Regions from separate parts of the Mus musculus genome. Here regions 1 and 3 are each linked to region 2. The links are chromatin contacts, called in public promoter capture Hi-C maps. All regions are on one chromosome and are shown on one strand. The core of a region is the stretch at or near the end of the contact, and the rest is flanking DNA. Distances in the headings are between cores, read along the strand shown.

The links. Promoter capture Hi-C pulls out the DNA fragments that hold promoters and counts their contacts. Capture Hi-C pulls out chosen DNA fragments and counts their contacts.
Region 1: a promoter capture Hi-C map of embryonic stem cells shows a contact between it and region 2, with 4 times the contacts expected there. The contact joins the promoter of Fgfrl1 here to the promoter of Rnf212 in region 2. A contact is called at or near these places in 9 of 39 promoter capture datasets (the 3T3-L1 cell line, 3T3-L1-derived adipocytes, embryonic stem cells and 4 more), 1 of 115 datasets of contacts at active chromatin or transcription factors (embryonic stem cells) and 3 of 9 other capture datasets (adipose tissue, liver and pancreatic islet).
Region 3: a contact with region 2 is called in a promoter capture Hi-C map of liver. The contact joins the promoter of Idua here to the promoter of Rnf212 in region 2. A contact is called at or near these places in 4 of 39 promoter capture datasets (the 3T3-L1 cell line, embryonic stem cells, hippocampal neurons and 1 more), 1 of 484 Hi-C or Micro-C datasets (3T3-L1-derived adipocytes) and 1 of 9 other capture datasets (liver).

The regions. Positions count from the first base shown.
Region 1 is chr5:108,692,787-108,695,486 of GRCm38.p6, reverse strand. Fgfrl1 (fibroblast growth factor receptor-like 1) reads right to left here and starts at 1,258. Exons shown (of 7, transcript NM_054071.2): 1 at 955-1,258; 2 at 369-592. The coding sequence starts at 435. Gm42151 (predicted gene, 42151) reads left to right here and starts at 1,421. Exons shown (of 2, transcript NR_168910.1): 1 at 1,421-1,651.
Region 2 is chr5:108,773,760-108,776,459 of GRCm38.p6, reverse strand. It overlaps Rnf212 (ring finger protein 212), which reads left to right and starts at 1,433. Exons shown (of 12, transcript NM_001362887.1): 1 at 1,433-1,586. The coding sequence starts at 1,478.
Region 3 is chr5:108,658,980-108,661,679 of GRCm38.p6, reverse strand. Idua (iduronidase, alpha-L) reads right to left here and starts at 1,349. Exons shown (of 15, transcript NM_008325.4): 1 at 1,182-1,349. It overlaps Dgkq (diacylglycerol kinase, theta), which reads left to right and starts at 850. Exons shown (of 23, transcript NM_199011.2): 1 at 850-1,237. The coding sequence starts at 985.

The DNA of each region.
Region 1 (2,700 bases), core at 9-2,508, 81 kb after region 2:
ACCACCTGCTCTCCATCTAGATATGCACCTGAAAGTGTGTTTATGCAAGATTATGAGGCTGTCCTGGAAAGGACCTAGGCAAGGCCAACAGTCAAATGATTCTGGGGCCCTTTACATGAGGTGTCAGCCAAAGAGGGTGAGCTGGGGGTATCTGATTGTGACTAGGTAACCCCAAGAGTGAGGTAGAGGCATGTAAAACCGACAGTACTTCAGGTTAAGGATGGGGGTTGGGGGGAGGATCTGCTGCGATGGAGCAGACAGGGAGGGGAGGAGTGTGCCAGGCGGGCACTGTGTGGCAGAGTTCAGGGCTGGTGGGAAAGGGGCGGCGCTGCAGAGGCCAAAGCGCCAGACTGGGCGCCAGGACTCACCTCGCGCCGCCTCAGCCGACGGGAGGGCCCCCAATAGCAGCAGCAGCAGCGCGGGGCTCCGCGTCATCTCGCCGGTCGGACCTGAAGCAGGGGCGCGGTCACTGGGAGCTGGACTGGACGCCACTCAGGGCTCAGGCCCGCAAGACCCAGGTCGCGGCCGCAGAGCCAGGGTCCGGCCCCCCTCGGCGCCGAGCTCCAGGCAAAGGAAGCGAGGCGCGTAGACGCTGAGCGTATCAAAGGCAGACAAAGGGTTTACACTAATTACCAGCCGCCCCCGCCGCCCCCTTTCCAAACACCGTCTGGATTCCTGGCGCTTGTAACTCGGGCCCTGCCCGCGGGACACACAACACCGAGCGGCCCCGCAGATAATCGCCTGCGCCATTAGCGGACAAATTTGCGCTGGGGGGCCCACGTGGGGCTCAAGGGGGGGCGGGGCGCGGGGCAGGGCCGCGGGCCCCACAGGAGCAGCTACGGCGCGAGCCCGGCTCCCGCCCCGCACAGTGATCGCGGCCCTGCCCTTCGCGCCCCGCACTCTAACCCATTCCAGCCCTCCCTCCGGGGGTCGCGGACGTACAGCCCGGCTCACCTCGACAGGGATCAGCGCGGGGGCGCGCAGCAGGCAACGGGGTCAGAGCCGGGCCCCTGAGCAGCGCGACGCGGTCATCGCTGCCCCGGGCGCCGCATCCCGCCCCCCGCGCCCCCGGGCCCGGCCTGGGCGGGGCGGCGCTACCTGGGCGCTGGCGGCTGGGGCCGGGCTGGGGCGCGGGGCGCGCTGTCCGCGCGGATAAACGGCGAGGCTTGGCGAGGGCGGGGAAGAGGGGCGGCGGGGCGAGGGGCCCGGGGCGCCGCGCCGCGAGGCGTCCTTCCCTGCGGGGCTTTGTCAACTCTCCCGGAGCGAGCGCGGAGCAGCCCTGAGCTCCGCCCCGCACAACTTCCGGCCAATCTGCGAGCCCCAGTCCGCCCCGTTCCCCGCCCCTCCCCGAAACTTTGCTCCAATCCGCACACGTGCCCGCCAGGCTCGCTGCTTAACCCTCGCAGTGCTTCTGCCCTTCAGGCTGGCGGCTCCCCGGAGCGCGCCCAGTCGGCCCTGCCTCGCCGCGCCCCCGCCCCTGGGCTCTGGGAACGCGCGGTCCCGCTAGCCTGAAGACCAGCTGATGGCCGCGGAGCCCACTCGGTATCTGCACCAGCTAGGCCCCTGGCCCCCAGAGCTGGCCGTTACTGCACTGTCTCTACTCCCGGCTTTAAACAGGAGGAAGGGAGCTGAACGGAACCTTCGAGCTTTTGTGAGTAGAGAGGCCGCTGTGCTGCTCTGGTTTGAGGGCGGGGGGTGGGGGGGTGGGGGTGGGGGGGTAAGGTGCGGGGGGGGGGGGGGAGATGGCGCAGATCTCCAGTGCTGGAGTCCAACGAAGCCCTGACTTGAGCATCTAGTTGTACCTAGGACCTTAGGAAGGCTGAGAGGGTCCTACAGCCCACCTGGATACTTCTCTGCACCTCACCTGCTTTGTGATAGTAATCAACACACCCTTTTGTCTTTGCTACTTAGCAAGTGTCTTGCTGTACCCCTGCACCCATCAAACAGAAAGACTGGTGAGTTTCCCAAACCTCACTAGCTCCCTTCAGCAGCATCCTGATCCATCCCCCGCGATCTCTCCAGACAGCTTCCTGCCTACCCTCACTCACCAGAGCCAAAATTCATCAAAACATGAGTCTTGCCAGTTTTCTCAACATAAATCCCATAATTTTTGACGCCCCGGTAGTGCCTCCCAAGAGACCACTCCTAAGCTCCGCTTTCAAGGACCCTGATCCAAACAACTTTTCTTCTCTAAGCTAAGAAGCACCCCCTCTTTCCGGAAGCCTGTCAGAGAAAAATGAAACCGAGGAATAGCCTAGTGTTCCTAGCCCCAAATTCTGTTTCTGGGCTAGTGTGGGCAAATGGAGGTGAACCTTGTCTCCTCTGCATGAAGGTCCAAGTACCCATCTCAACTGCAACGCTGTGTCTCAGAAGCAGCCCATGGAACTTTCTCTGGGCTACCAGAGAATTTGGGCTAGTACTGGGGTCACAGAAAGCATTTAAAACAGACAGAGTGGGTCCTGACTAGTCTGAGTAGGTCCTGGCTCCACAGAAAGTTTTGTGAGGAGATGCCACCGAAGCATGTAGTGCAACAACATTGTGTTGCTGCCAACCAAGAGCAGTTGTGTGTGGAGGTGGCTCTGTAGTGTGGGGAGGTTAAAAGCAAATGAGCCCAATGGGCAGAAAAAGGTAGGCAATGGATTGAAGTTAGACGGGAAGGTGCAGAGACCACAGGTGAGTGAGGCTTGTTCAAAGACAGGT
Region 2 (2,700 bases), core at 184-2,683:
ACTGTGTTAGTCACTGTTCTATTGATGTGAAGAGACCATGAACAAGGCAACTCTTATAAAAGAACACATTTAATTGGGAGTTTGTGTACATAGGTTTAATCTATTATCATCATGTTGGGGAGCATGGCGGCATGCAGGCAGGAGCAGTAGCTGAGAGTTATATCTTGATCCATAGGTGGGGCGGAGGTAGGGGTGGGGGTTGGAAGGGTGGGGGAACTGGATCTGACATGGGCTTTTGAAAGTGGTAGAGGTGTCCACACACCTCCTAATTCTTATAATCCTTTCAAATAGTGCCACTCCCTCTTGACTAAGCATTTAAATATATGAGCCTATGGAGACTATTCTTACTCAAACCACTTCAGAGACCCTTTCTCATAAACATGACAGTACAACACAAAGAAACAAAACTAACTTTAATGTACACTCAATAAAAAGAAGATATTTTGTATCTTATTAGTCATACTAAGTTTGTAAACCTGGGTTCTATGCTATGCCCACAGCATAATTTGGACCTCTAATTTTTTAAGGGCCTGATGAAACGCACAACTGCAGTACTGCACAGATCAAATACATCCTTTCCTCAAATTATTTCATTAAGAAACATTCACCTGAATCTCTACTTTTTCCTAATTCCTTGAAAGACAGTAAACTTTTCTCCATACAAGTAAATAGCCCAGGAATTTTCTCACACAACCTCTACATATCCATGCACACTTACGAAGAAGGGAGAAAAGATATCCAAAATTATGTAAGAAACACAACTATTAAAGTAATTTTAATTTTGAAATAAAATTATCACCAAAAATTAGCCCCTTCCACTATCTGTTGTTTTAAATGGGGGGTGGGGGGAGAATGACCCTCCCTAAAGTAAACCCTTTCTTGTGAACATAGTAACAACCAGGAATCTCTGTCCTGCTCTGACACACTTCTGTCCCATGTCCAAATGCAATCCCTCCCAAGCATTCATTGTTCCCTGGGTACTTCTAGTTCCCCTAGCCCACCTCCATCCTCCTGGTGGTCCTTTCCTCCTACCCTGCTAGGAACCTATGGTTCTTCTTGATTTTTGTGGTTCCCCGGTTTTCTCTCCTCTCCATTATGGTGTGTACAAATGTCCCTGGGCCTGTCTCTACCGTGAGGCCTGATCCAACCAGACTCCCTCAATATCCACTACCCTAACCCAGCTTCACCCAGCTTCCTTAGCAACAAACTTCTTCGTGGTGGGCAACAAGCCACTGTCCTTGCCCCACATCGCCAAGCTTTCCTCCGCCACCAAGACGACGGCCTTTCTTTGCCTCCGTACTTTTGGCCCTGGCTTCCCCACAGGATTGGTTCTGTATCGGTTTGGGCGGGAAGGCGCGGCCTTGTACGCATGCGCTGGAATGAACGCAGGCGCAGAGCTGCCTTTCTAAGCTGAGCCGTGCGTTCCTACTTCAGTGGCCTCGCTGGCCTCGCGCGAGTCTCACGTGGGTCCTCGGTCATGGCCAGCTGGGTGTTCTGTAATCGCTGTTTCCAGTCGCCGCACAGGAAGTCGTCCTTCAGCCTGACCAGCTGCGGGCACGTGTACTGCCACTCCTGCCTCCTCAAAGGTCCGCGTATTCCGGGCGGGCGAAATGGGCCAAAAAGGCTCGCTGGCCGGGCTCACAGCGTGGCTTCACTCCCGTGGGTGGGACAGAGGCGAGGGACCTCAGTGGGTCTGTGCAACTCCATGACCACCAAACCCCTGCAGGGAGACGAAGCAGGAACTCCAGAAAGCCAGCTGCATATTTCGCATCTGGTGGGAAGCTAGTTTGCAGCAGTCAGTTAACCAGATGTGAATATTGTTGTTGAAGTAAAGCCTGGGGGGTGGGGGGAGAGAGCCGGGGGCCGCATGCGTACAAAGCAGTGGGAAGTGACCGACCTATTTAATTTGGCGAGTAAAGGGACAGGTACACCACCAGCCCTCGGAAAATTCTTGTAGACTGCGGTTTCATTTTGTTGTCCAGCCTTATCTTAATTCTCTAGGACTTTATGTATATTATTTAGTATGACCTTTGTACACGTAGGTGCCACATTTATATGGAACTCTACTGTGTGATCACACGCCAACTTATTCATTCATTAGTTGAGCTAACATAAGTGGTTTCCAGATTTGTAAGTAGCAAATGCTGCTACTATGAAAACTCTGGCTATGTATTTGTTGAGTGTAGGTACACGTGTGCAACCAGGGGTAGAATGTCTGGGTTTCTGGTGTATACTCTAAGAGGAAGTGGTTTGGGAAAGAAGAGGTAGGTGAAATGGGCTTAATTCAAGGAAGCAAGGAGCTGAACTCTTTTGCTGGTGGATGCTGGAACAGAGATCAGCCAGGGTAAACTGGTAAGCTCATTTTAGACCAGTAGTTTTAAATCTTCCTAATGCTACAGCCCTTTAATACAGTTCCTCATGTTGTAATCCCCAACCATAAAATTATTTTTGTTGCTATTTCAGGGTTAGAGTCCTGCAATGAACCATAATGTAAATATCTGTGTTTTCATATGGTCTTAGGTAACCCCAGAGGGGTCACTACCCACAGGTTGAGAATTGACACCTTAGACCCTGTTTTGTTTGAGCTCTCTAGAGAAGAAACAGGAGGTAGTCCTGAATGGGAAATCTGGAATTCAAAAGAGTCAGGAATATTAATGGTGAATCAGTAGCATGTAAGTAAATGCCAAATGATTAGGCAAT
Region 3 (2,700 bases), core at 100-2,599, 110 kb after region 2:
TGAAGAGATGGCTCAGAGATTAAGAGCATTTGTTTTTTTGTAGAAGACCCTAGATCTATTTCTAGTACCTTCATGGCAGCTCAAAAACATCTGTAACTCCAGTTCCAGGAAATCCAGTTTTCTATTCTGACCTCCTCTGACACCAGGCACAGACAAAATGTAAGCAAATCAATCATACTGATAAAATAAAATAAATATATATTTTTTTAAAAGACAGAGCCTCTCTACATAGCCTCAGTTATCCTAGAACTCACTAGATAGACCAGGATGTCCTCATACACACAGAGCTCTCTCGTCGCTGTTTCCTTCCCTTGATGCACTCTGTGGCTACTGGGAATAGGCTAGAGGCCAGGAACTTTTTGGATCACCATTCCAGTAGTGTTTCCCCAACTCCAAAACAGAGTCGGCCTATAGAAGCAGGGCCCTTGAGGGCTGCTGACAATAGAGGCAGAATGACTCCTAGGTCCAAAGTCATAGGCATTGTCTGGACAACACAAAGCTATGGTTACTGTGGATGGCCTTCCCTTGCATGCAGGTACTCAAAGACCTGGGAACACAGTGGGAGAAAGTTTTGCCATGGTGTGTGTGAGGGTGTGTGTGTGTGTGTGTGTGCGCGCGCGCGCGCGCGCGTAGAATTAGGGGTTAAAGGAGCTTGTGGAAGTCCCACTGAATGTTTCCATATAGCTTCTCCTATGCTTATACGAGCAAAGGCCTCATATATCTAGTATCCTGTGTGGAGAATCTGGCGCTGGAGGTCAGAACAAATCCTCTTGGGCCACCATGCCCCTCTGTCTAGTCCAGAGGCCCCGCCTTTGGCAGGACGGCACCGCCCCTCAGGAGGCCCTCTCCAGTCTGGCCCCGCCCACGTGAGCCTGCGCGTTAGGTAGCGCAGTCGGAAGCCGGGAGCGGGCTCTGCCGAGGGCCCTCTCTACACCGCGGACCTGGCTTTATCGTGCGCTTGGAGCTGGGGCGCTCGGGTTGTGGATGGCGGCGGCAGCCGAGCCCGGTGCCCGGACCTGGCCGGGCAGTGGTTCCCCACGTCTTGGCAGCCCGGCCGGCAGTCCAGTGCTGGGCATCTCGGGCCGCACACGCCCGGGGTCAGGGCCGGAGCGGACTAGCAGAGCTATTGGCTCCGCAGCACCTGGCCACAGCTTTCGCAAGGTGACACTCACCAAGCCTACCTTCTGCCACCTCTGCTCGGACTTCATCTGGGGACTGGCTGGCTTCCTGTGCGATGGTGAGAGTCCACCCCGCGTCCTAAGGCCGCTCCCAGGAGCCGATGCCCTCCTTCCCGGGACACTGCCCTGACCTTTGAGACCTGTCCCTCTTGGCAGTGGGTGGGCACAGAGACAGACTCTGGTTTGAGTAGGACTTTCCTATGGAGGTGACACCCTGCTTTTAAGGTCAGGAAGGAGGGGTACCCTGGGTCTGGCCTCTCTTGACCTGAGATCTCAGGATTTCCTAGTGGGAGGTGGAGACCGAGTCGCCATAGTGCAGTGCTGTTGTTGTAATGCAAAGGCGCTGTAAGAGGCAAGGTGTGTGCTGAGGCAGTTGTTGGGCCTGGGCATAGAGATATGAAGGTAAGACTGAGACTTGGGGCAATGGGGCTCCCACTAGTGACCCGTGTCAGTGACTGGGGCAGCAGGAGTGGCTGGCTGTGGGTCCTGGGCATTCTTGTCCCGAGTGCATGCTGATGCACAGAGGGATTTAATGCTGCTCTGTTCAGGCTCAACTGCTTGGAGAGCTAGGCCCAGCCTTCTTTACAGTTGTGGCATGTCCCAGCACAGCTCCCACCCAGCTGCCAAGCCGGCTGGGCAGGACAGAGGATGGCACCTCTTTCTCAGCTCTCCAGGTAATTCCATGACTGCCCCTCTTTTTATTCTTACTCTTGTGAAGAGGCAGCTTCACAAGAAGCTGAGACCCAAATCTGTGGGGGACATCTGGGCCTTTGACAGTGTCACCTGACCAGGGTCCGAAGGTGGGAGCAATGAACCTGCCCTATTTGGGGAACACTAGTGTGCTCTGGGCAGGATCACTGAGGCCATAGCTCCTCACAGAGGCGTGTCTTCTGCTAGTGAGGATGGCAAGGTTGTCATGGGATCTCAGGGCTAGTAGTGACATAGGAGTGGTCACCTGTTTTTCTCTGTCCTATCTGCCCTCTTAAAATATCAGAGTCCCACTGAGATGGAGGCTGTGAGGTATACACTGACTTAGCTGCATATCTGAAGCTATGCCCCAGGCCGTACAAAGGTGGCCTAGGCAGGATGGTCCTCTGACTCACTTTATGGCTGAAAGTCATAGAAGGCATAGTTTGAAGTCTAAGTCTATTCTGGGAAGGTAAAGGTAGTGGAGGCAAACCCACAGATAGGAGGCTAGACCTAGGATCTCTGCAGAACTGAGAGATAATGAAAGTAGGATTTGAATCCAAGGAACCCCTCACAGATTTGACCCCTGAGCCTAGGTCTGTGGAATCAGGAAACCTAAGCAAACTCCTCATGTATAGCAGCCCAAGGTTCTGTTACCCAGAAGAGGGTGCAGAGCCCCTTCTAAGCAGCGTTGTTGTAGCTGTCCTCACAAGGGTATGGGCAGGAGCCTTCCACCTGCAGGAACATAAGACGGTCTCAGCCTACAGGGAAGGCAGCTGGCAAGACCTTTTGAGGTGGAGAAAATTGAGAGCCTGGGAAGATTCCTGTTAGGTCA